2 separate regions of the Sus scrofa genome follow, and region 2 is linked to region 1. Evidence: chromatin contacts called from public HiChIP or PLAC-seq data. All regions are on one chromosome and are shown on one strand. The core of a region is the stretch at or near the end of the contact, and the rest is flanking DNA. Distances in the headings are between cores, read along the strand shown.

Region 1 (4,296 bases), core at 1,664-4,163:
GCCTGACCCTTGGGGGGCTCTGCTCCACGCTCCCATGACTCGGAGAGCATCTCTCCAGGACGTGTCCTTTCACTTCCGCCTCCCAACACAGGATGGCATTTCCCTAGCAGCGCATCACTGTCTCCCAGCTCCAGCACACCCACCTCTGGAAAAATAAGGGCTGCAGGGTTAGAAAGTCATCTTTTGTGAATCACTGCCCTCAGACCACGAGCGTGACTATATGAATGGATTCTCTCTATTCTAGCCCTGCCCCAAGCCTTCCGAGAACAGGGGGTTAATTTGGGATGTAGGGATAGTCAGATCCCAAAGGCGCCCCCCCCCCCCAGTAGTGAACTGCTATGGTCACGGTGAGAAGATGCTATCCTGGGGTGAAGACAGCCTGATAGCAGCTGTGATCTGTGGTTTGAAACAGTGTCCCCCATCTTCCTTCGAGACTCATACGACCACAAATTCAGTAATGTTCTTGTCAGCAAGTTGCTATAAATGACTAGGCAGCTTTGGTGTGGTAAACCCAGGGAATTTCAGTCGAGGTAGGAAAAGAGAATTTGGAGTCAAACTTATATTAAGAGGATGGAACTGCTATTCCAACGTATCTTAAAAACAGAGTTTTTTTTAATGAACTGGCAATCTTGATTATGTTGGTATCATTTTAAAAAACACCGCTTATTTTTTTCTTGCTACATAGAATAAAGCCATCCTTTCTCCCAAAAGTTTTGTTGGGTAAGATTTGGGGTCCTTCAGTTGCCTCTGGCATCTTGAGATCTGGACATCCTTACAAGCAGCTACTGCTGTGTGATGGGGAGGCAGGCAAGGCACTCACTTTCTTTTTCTTTCTTTCTTTTGGCCATCCCTAGGCACGTGGAGTTCCGGGGCCAGGGATCAGATCCAAGCCGCAGTTGTGACCTTTGCTGCCGCTGTAGCAATGCCAGATCCTTTAACACTCTGGGTTGGGCTGCTAATTGAACCTAGGTGTCAGCCCTCCAGAGATTAAATCAAGCGGGAACTCCAAGCTCCTGTAAGCACGGAGCAGACACCTGAAGGCGACTGCTGCCTCCCATGTTATGCTTCACTTTCCTTGCCTTAGTCCTGGCCCTGGAGTAGTTCCTGACTACCCCCTCCCCCCCCCCAGCCCAGGCTGGCAGGGAAAAAAGCCTCTCCGTGACAGAGTGAGCAGTAAAGCTATACAGAGGAGAAAAACAGACCTTTGGTATGACAGGATGGTGCACTCAGCAAAATGGAAACAGGGCTTATTTGTGTCTATTCATAGCTGAGTTTGCTTAAAAGCAATCAGACAAGGAGTTCCCTGGTGGCTCAGCAGGTTAAGAATCCAGTGTTGTCACTGCTGTGGTATAGGTTTGATCCCTGGCCCAGGAAGTTTTGCATGCCATGGGTGTGGCCAAAAAAAAAAAAAAAAAAAGTAATCAGATAAAAAGTGCTTACGAAGTTTGCATATACTTTCTAAATGTATACGTAACCGTAGAAATCTCTGTCCCACGTATGCAGGCGGTTGCTGGTGAGTGCCAGTGCTCCTCGTGGACTTAGATTTAAAGCCTGACACTCAGGTTAAGATCTGGGCTCTCTTGCATTTAACCGTGGTTTTATGTGAATTCCCTTAGACCAGGGGTTGACAAACTTTTTCAGCCAAAGGCCAGATAGTAAATATTGGAGATTTTTCAGGCCATAGGGTCCCCAGCAACTCTGCCCTGTTCCATTTCAGCACAGAAGCAGCCGCAGGCAGTCCATAAACGAATGGGCATAGCCGTGTGCCAACAAAACTTCATTTACAAAAACAAGCCTCTGCTTGACCTCTGGGCCTCAGGTTGCCAACCTCTGCCTTAGACCAAAAGGGAAATGCTCGCTGCACTAAGAACTCTGTGACAAGAAATAGTACCAAGGTTACCTGCTTTTCCAGAAGAGAAATTATTAGTAGGTTCACAGTCCAACCTGTTTCGCATCCAGTGCTCTTCTTGAGCAGGTCAGACTAGTTGCATCCAGCAGTCCCCGACACTTGCTACTGCAGAGCGGATGCCATAGCCCAGAGCAGGCAAATCAAGTCACAGTGACTCAGATCGGTACAGCCCCTCACTGGGCATTGCAGAGCCAAGGGGTTTTCACCTGTTCCTTCTTCTGCCCCGCAGGCCTGTTCCTCATCCTCGGCCTGATCCTCTACCCCGCTGGCTGGGGCTGCCAGAAGGCCATAGGCTACTGCGGACACTATGCATCGGCCTACAAACCTGGAGACTGCTCCCTGGGCTGGGCCTTCTACACCGCCATCGGGGGCACCGTGCTCACCTTCGTCTGTGCCGTCTTCTCCGCACAGGCAGAAATTGCCACCTCCAGCGACAAAGTACAAGAAGAAATCGAAGAGGGGAAAAACCTCATCTGCCTCCTTTAGTGTGGGCGAGACACTAATGCTGTTTGCTTGCTCGTGTGACCTTGTGAAACAGTTCACGTCTGGTTTCCTCGTTTGAGTCAAGTGAAGAAGAACTAGCCTTTACCTACCAAAGCCACATTCCACAGCCCTGCGCCTTAACAGGACCCACGACAGGCAGCATCCAGCTGAGCAGAGGACGGCACGCGAGGGCCACAGTGCAAATTCCAAGAGAGGGCGGATGAAAAGGACATAAACCCTGACCCATCGTCAAGTCCTGCCGGACTCCGTCTTGCCCGCGGCTCAGTGAAGGATGATGATCTAAACCATTGCAGCCGCAGTTTCTCTGGGAACAGAAGAGACTATGAGCCAGATTCGCAGGCTGTTTAGAGCGGTGTTTCCGCACAGGTTGGGAGCATCTGTGCCTCAGTGTGAGGTTTGGGGGCTGGTGTTTCTGTTTCCTCCTGGTCCTTTCCAACCGTCTCAGGCGGAGGCTGCAAGGAAGAGCACACCCTGACGGGGGCGAGGCTGTGGGCACAGCACGACACTGTCTCTTGCTGAGCTGGCCAAACAGGTCTGCAGCGACAGTGTGGAGTTCTGTGGTGGGACCTACCCTGGGCGGAATTCCAGAGTTAGGTGGCTCCACTGAGCTGTCCCTCCAAGATTTTAGGAAGTTGAGCAAAGAAAGAATAAGGACCTGTCTGATCATGAGAATCAAAGCCCCACATCCTGCCAGTGAAGGCAAGTTGGTTCCCCTTCCTGGCGGCCAGGCCCGGGCTCCTCTTCCCCCTGAGATCACATGGTTTTCTTCTACGGTTAGGACTGTGCTTTGGCTGCCAAAGGAAACCTCACTCTGCTTCCTCGTTGCAGGGACAGAGGTCCCCAGGCCAGCTGTGGCTCCTTCCCAGGTTGACTGGGCACGCCGGCCAGAGTGGCAGCCTCTGCCCGGAGACCTTTTCCCACTGTGGTGACTGTGCTGGGGTCAGCGCTCTTCTACCCCCAGCGGCGGCAGAACAAGTGACATTCTGTGCAGAAAAAGGGAGCTGGTCATGAGGTTAGGTTTTTCTAGTTACGAGTGTTGATCCTGCCAGCAAACTGTGTAATGATACCATTGAATTGCTCTAACGGGTGAGTTACATCAAAGGCTGCATTCTCAGGAAAGCACAGAGTAGAAAGCTCACGCACAAATGAGAGCTAGACCAGCTCAGAGCACCCGCCTGCACCTGTTTACAAAACAGAGCGGAACGCCACTATTAAAATGGATTCAGGGGCCTTTAGTCTAATTTCTATGCATTACCCATATAATTGATTCAGGAAAATGGTATTAGCCGTCACTTCAGATTTACGTTGGACTGATCCAAGTGACCAAAAACAACCTAGTTTGGCCTTAGCTGAGCTTCATTCAGCATTGCAGGATAGAGAAATCGCCCACTGCAACCGCAGCAGGTGGGGTGGACCTGCCAGATTTCTGGAAGGATTAGAAGTATAGGTCTCTTTGGGCTTACGAATCTGCTTACTTGAGGGCTTGCTTTGTTTTGAAAATTCAACAGATAATTACAAACCTTGTTTGGGCAAAGTACTAGGTGCTAAGTGCCACCAGGCATAGTACCCTGATTCAGACTTTACAGCCCTGCCCTGAGTGAATCATCTTACAGCTCAGTGCGTTTAAAACCAGACCTTGCTACAGAACAGCTAATTGCTTTATATGTTCATGGAACGGAGCTACTCGAGTTTTACTCCATTCTGGCCTCGGGCCCGTGCCAGAAACCATTTTATCTCGCAGATTAAGGGGTGGGGGCGTGGAATAAGGTCTTCATGAGTTCACCATCCTTAGACCAAAGTTCAGAATAAGCCAGTCTATGACTTTTTTTGAAAAGGGGTAACTTTGTAGCCCCTATGGCAGCCTGCACTAAGGGCTCAGGAAA
Region 2 (4,384 bases), core at 1,363-3,862, 68 kb before region 1:
CTCATGGTTCTTAGTGGGCATCATTTCCGCTGCACCACAGTGGGAACTCCCCAAGGTCACACAGTTGGGAAGTAGGGATGGGTAAAGTAATGGCGCTAGGGATAGGTCCCTGTGGCTAGAGTTTGTGTCCTTCAATGTTCTAGTACGTTGCTTCTCTCTGTTAGTCCGTGAGTGTGTGTGTGTGTGTGTATGTGTTTTCCCCCTTCATGGTTTTGGTAAGTGGAGTACTAAGGACACCTCGTTTGAAAAATGTCTTGTCATGGTTAGAACTTCATGATCAGTCCACTCCAGGATTGCTCCATATAAAGTGGAAGTTTAGCATTGCATGTAGATGGTCCTCATTGGTAGACAAAGGAATGTGGAGAGAAGGAGCCAACAGTCTAACCTGGACAGCATGTACTGATACTAAAAAGGTATGTGCAATTCTGGAAGTGTGTGTTTGTGCCTGGGTTTAATGGCTCACAGTTCCTTCACTGTTTTATTGTTGCAGGCGAAATTTAGAACTCTTGAAGCAGTAGCATCAGGCAGTGTTGCTAAGGCAGATGGTAGTGACCTTTGCACAGGTCTTGAGTTTTAAAACATTGGGTGTTTTTCCCAGATTATATCTCGGCTTCTCTAGTTCCTCGAGTGTATCACGGCCTTAGCAAAGCCTGGGTAGGGATAGTCTTGGTGAGGGTTGCTCTTCTCTTACTTCCTCCCCTTCCAAGTGTGTGTAAACCTATTCCTTCTTCCTGCCAATAGCCAGGTGGTTCCAGAGAGAGAGTGTTGGGTCTGTTGAGACTTTTCTCTGGTCAGTTGACTCTGTTGGAGCGAAGTTGTTCCCCTAAAGAGTGAATTGAACAAGCATTTAGTTTTGTTTTTATAGGTGCGTTTAGAGAAGCTGGAACTGGTTGTGAAACTATTTCACAGCACATCCAGGTGGCTTGAATGATCTGCCTCCATGCATCACACCAATTTCAAACAAGACCAAAGCTCGTAGTGCATTTCTCTCAAGGAGAGAGTGAGGCCCTCCGGGGAGAAACATGAACTTGTGTGGGTGCTTAGGCGTCTTGAGCAATAACTCTCAAGCCACTAGGGCCCCATTTGCCTAGCAGAAGTTTATGAACAGGGCCCTAATGACTTACACAAGTTCATTTTCCTCTCCCAAGTGCCTCGCTTACTTCCTGAAAGTAATGTTTCCATCGAAAGATTTGATCATACTAGATCTTTACGGAAACCACATTCTGGATGCTGCAGAAGATGAGAATGACTTTGCTGAGACGGGGCCTTGGATGTGGCCTCCTGCTGGGGAAGGTGTGGGTTCAAGGGGACATGGAGAAAAAGTTGCTCAATAGCAAGTGTCTGTCTGATCTGATCTAACAGATAACTGAGGCCTTGCAGGTAATGGGAGAGCTGCCGGGTGCAGCACTGCACAGTCTGGCCCCGACTGTGTGATCTGCCTCCCAGTGACAGCGTGTCAGTGGTTTCCAAAACATCTGTCTCAAAGAGGGCGGTTGAAATTCCTACCGGGGACTGTTTCCAGTCATTGTCCATGAGAAATGAGAGTGAGTGGGAGTAAGCGAAACACAGATCAAGAGGAAATGAGTCGGTGCTCCACTTGGGATTACAATGCAGATGAATTCCATATTTTGGTCAGGGAGTGTTTTCTTTTAGGAAAGAAAAGACAAGAAAGAAAAGCTTAGAGGCTGACCAAGTTACTAAAAAGCAGACTGAGATACCGTCTAATGCCTGCTGAAACAGTTGCTTCAGTTCACTGTGTGTGTGTGTGTGCATGTGTGTGTGCAAGAAAATGGCCCACAATTCACTGGCTCACTTTTCTGCCATTGGCCCGACATCCCTACCAAGGTGGCCTAACCTCACTGGAACAAGCTGTTTTAAAACTGCCGTCATCAGCAGAACTGTGGACCCTTGCTGCATCTGTGCAGACTGGTGACTTAAAGATTGAGACAAATACAGTGATCCCCCCTCAGCCACAGGGACATGTTCCAAGACCTCCATTGGATGCCTGAAACATTGGGTGGTACCAAATCCAATAAGTCCTATTTCTTCCTGTGCACACGTACTCATGATAAAGCTTAATTTACAAATTACGCACAATAAGAGATTAACAACAACAATAATAAAATAGAACAATTATAACAATATACTGTAATAAAAATAATGGGCATGTAGTCTCTCCTTCTCTCGAAATACCTCATTGTACAGATTAATGTCTTCCATCTTAACTAAGCACTTCTCACACACTGTAACTTGCAGTGTGAGGTGCAACAGCAAAAACTGCCACGAATTTCTTTTTCCTTCGTCACAATTTCATGGATAGAAGATTCATTCTTACTCAATCTTAGCAATGATTCAGTTGCTAAGAAAAATGATTGTTTTTCTTTCCTACTTTGAAACCTTTCACCTTTTCACTTCAAGGAAGCCTTTTGTGGCTTCTCTTTGGCAGATCCCAATTGCCAGCCTCGCTACTTTTGCCTTTGGAACCATTGTTAAGTAAAATAAGGGTTACACAAGCTCTGTGATACTGTGACAGTCAATCTGACAGCCAGGACCAGGCCATAAGTGACTAATGGGCGGGACATGCTGGACAAGGGGATGATTCATGTCCCAGGAGGGACGGAGGGGGACTTGGCGAGATTTCGTCAGGGTACTCAGAATGGTGTGCAATTTAAAGCCTGTGAACTGTTGGTTGCTGGAATTTTCCATTTAATATTTTCAGACCATGGTTGACTGCGGAGCAAACCGCAGAAAGCAACACTGGGGATAAGGGGGGGACTGCTGTACTATATACTCATCCTATTGACACAAATCACCACTGAGGCTGACCTGGCTTAATTATAAGAAAGTGTCCATAGACTTCTGATTTAGAGACTTTCTGTGCCTACCCTGGCCCTTCTGTATAAGTCCAGGAATGGAGACGACGCTGATTGGCTCTGCGGGCGCTGTGTTCAAAACGCGCTGCCTCTGGTGATTCCAAACCAGAGACGCAGCTCTGTTTTACCCGCGGAGGAGTCATTCCACAGGTAGTTGTTCGGCCCCAGCTATGCGTGTGTCAGGCTGTGTGCATGCCTACAATGTTGAGCAGGGGAGACACCGGGGTCCCTGTCCTCATAGAGTCCACGCGGGTGCTTGGGGTAAGGGAACCACGCTGCGCCTGCAAGAGCACCCGGGAGCAGGGCGGAGCTGAGAGCCTGGAGACTCTGGCAAGTCAGGCGTCAGCTCGTCATGGCTGCGCTGGCGCTGGTGGGCGCTCAGTGATTTCCCTAAGCCACTCCCGGCCCCGACCCTTTTCCCAGTTCAGTGGACTGTGGTGGCTGCCCTTTGGGGCAGCCAGAGAGGATTGTGCTAGCAGTCTGGCCTGGGTCTGCTGCCTCCCAGAGGCACCTTCTCTGCCCTCAGTTCATGTGGCAGAGCCTCCGGGGCTTGCTGGATCCTCCGGATATTTTGTCCTAGTTGTCACTGTGCCATCTCCTTGTCTCATCTACTCCTCGGTCTGTGTAGACCTGAAGCTGACTGGACGGGCTGAGGAAACGCTCTTCTTTCAGCCCCTGCGTGGCTTCTCTGTGCAGTCTTTTCTTCTGGGACCTGCACAGGAAGGCCACGGAGGGGCCGGAGAAAGAGATGTACCGGCTCCTGGCCTCACTCCCCTGCACCCAGGAGATCAGGCTGGGGCCATGAGTTGTGTCTCACAGGCTGAGGGCAGCACCATCCTGCTGCTCTGCCCTCTCAGAGGGGCAGTGAGAAAGATGGGGAAACCCAGAGCCCCAGAGCCCTTGGGCGGGAGATGGGAGACAGGGTCCCAGTGCCTGCCCCCTGGGTGCCCTCTGGGCTCACCGGCGCCCCCTGAAGGCCGGACAGCACTCTGGGGAGGTGCTGTAGGAGTTTACTGAGCAGATACCGGGTGTGCCGCCCTGTGGGATGCGACAGTGACTCAGAACTAATGTGCAGACTGTCCAGTAAGGGAGGAAAGTCGTGTTCTTAAGCCCACCCTGCTCTAGAAAGTGCTTTGCCGTCCAAGGGGCTCCAGTAAGGCCCTCTCCTCCATGAGCAAAACTGTCTTAACTGGAAAGGCTTCCTGGAAGTGGTGACATTGGAGCTAGAGCTTGAAGGATAGGTGGGAGGGGGACAGGCAGAGAGGAAGGGAGGAGGAGATAGCAGCACCCACGTGGGTGCGTGCGGGGAGCCGTGGGAGCTACACAGAGTGGCCACTACCGGGAGGAGCCCCGTGGGGCAGTTCCTGGAAGGCCCAGGAAGCAATGGACAAGTGCCCTTTGGTGGTAGAATCCACAGAGGGGCCGAGTCAGAGGGTCTGGCAGCTCTGTGAAAGTGGGTGTGTTTGATTCGTCCTCCTGTCCCGCCTGCAGAGCGTTTCCCATTCAGAAAC

Evidence for each region. HiChIP or PLAC-seq counts read pairs in DNA pulled down with a chosen protein or histone mark.
Region 2: an H3K27ac HiChIP or PLAC-seq map of alveolar macrophages shows a contact between it and region 1. The contact joins two enhancer-like sites. A contact is called at or near these places in 1 of 47 Hi-C or Micro-C datasets (fetal liver) and 2 of 2 datasets of contacts at active chromatin or transcription factors (alveolar macrophages and skeletal muscle).

Annotation. Positions count from the first base shown.
Region 1 is chr2:87,323,323-87,327,618 of Sscrofa11.1, reverse strand. It overlaps LHFPL2 (lipoma HMGIC fusion partner-like 2), which reads left to right. Exons shown (of 5, transcript NM_001243213.1): 5 at 2,139-4,296. The coding sequence ends at 2,395. Among named protein-coding and RNA genes, the nearest start is that of SCAMP1, 110 kb to the right of the region's middle. Within about 2 kb of position 2,913, at least 25 of the 83 cell types and tissues checked have an H3K27ac peak or open chromatin away from gene starts, as enhancers often do. A contact at or near this core is called in alveolar macrophages, where this site is marked.
Region 2 is chr2:87,390,764-87,395,147 of Sscrofa11.1, reverse strand. All of the region lies in intron 3 of LHFPL2 (lipoma HMGIC fusion partner-like 2), which reads left to right. Among named protein-coding and RNA genes, the nearest start is that of LHFPL2, 110 kb to the left of the region's middle. Within about 2 kb of position 2,612, at least 14 of the 83 cell types and tissues checked have an H3K27ac peak or open chromatin away from gene starts, as enhancers often do. A contact at or near this core is called in alveolar macrophages, where this site is marked.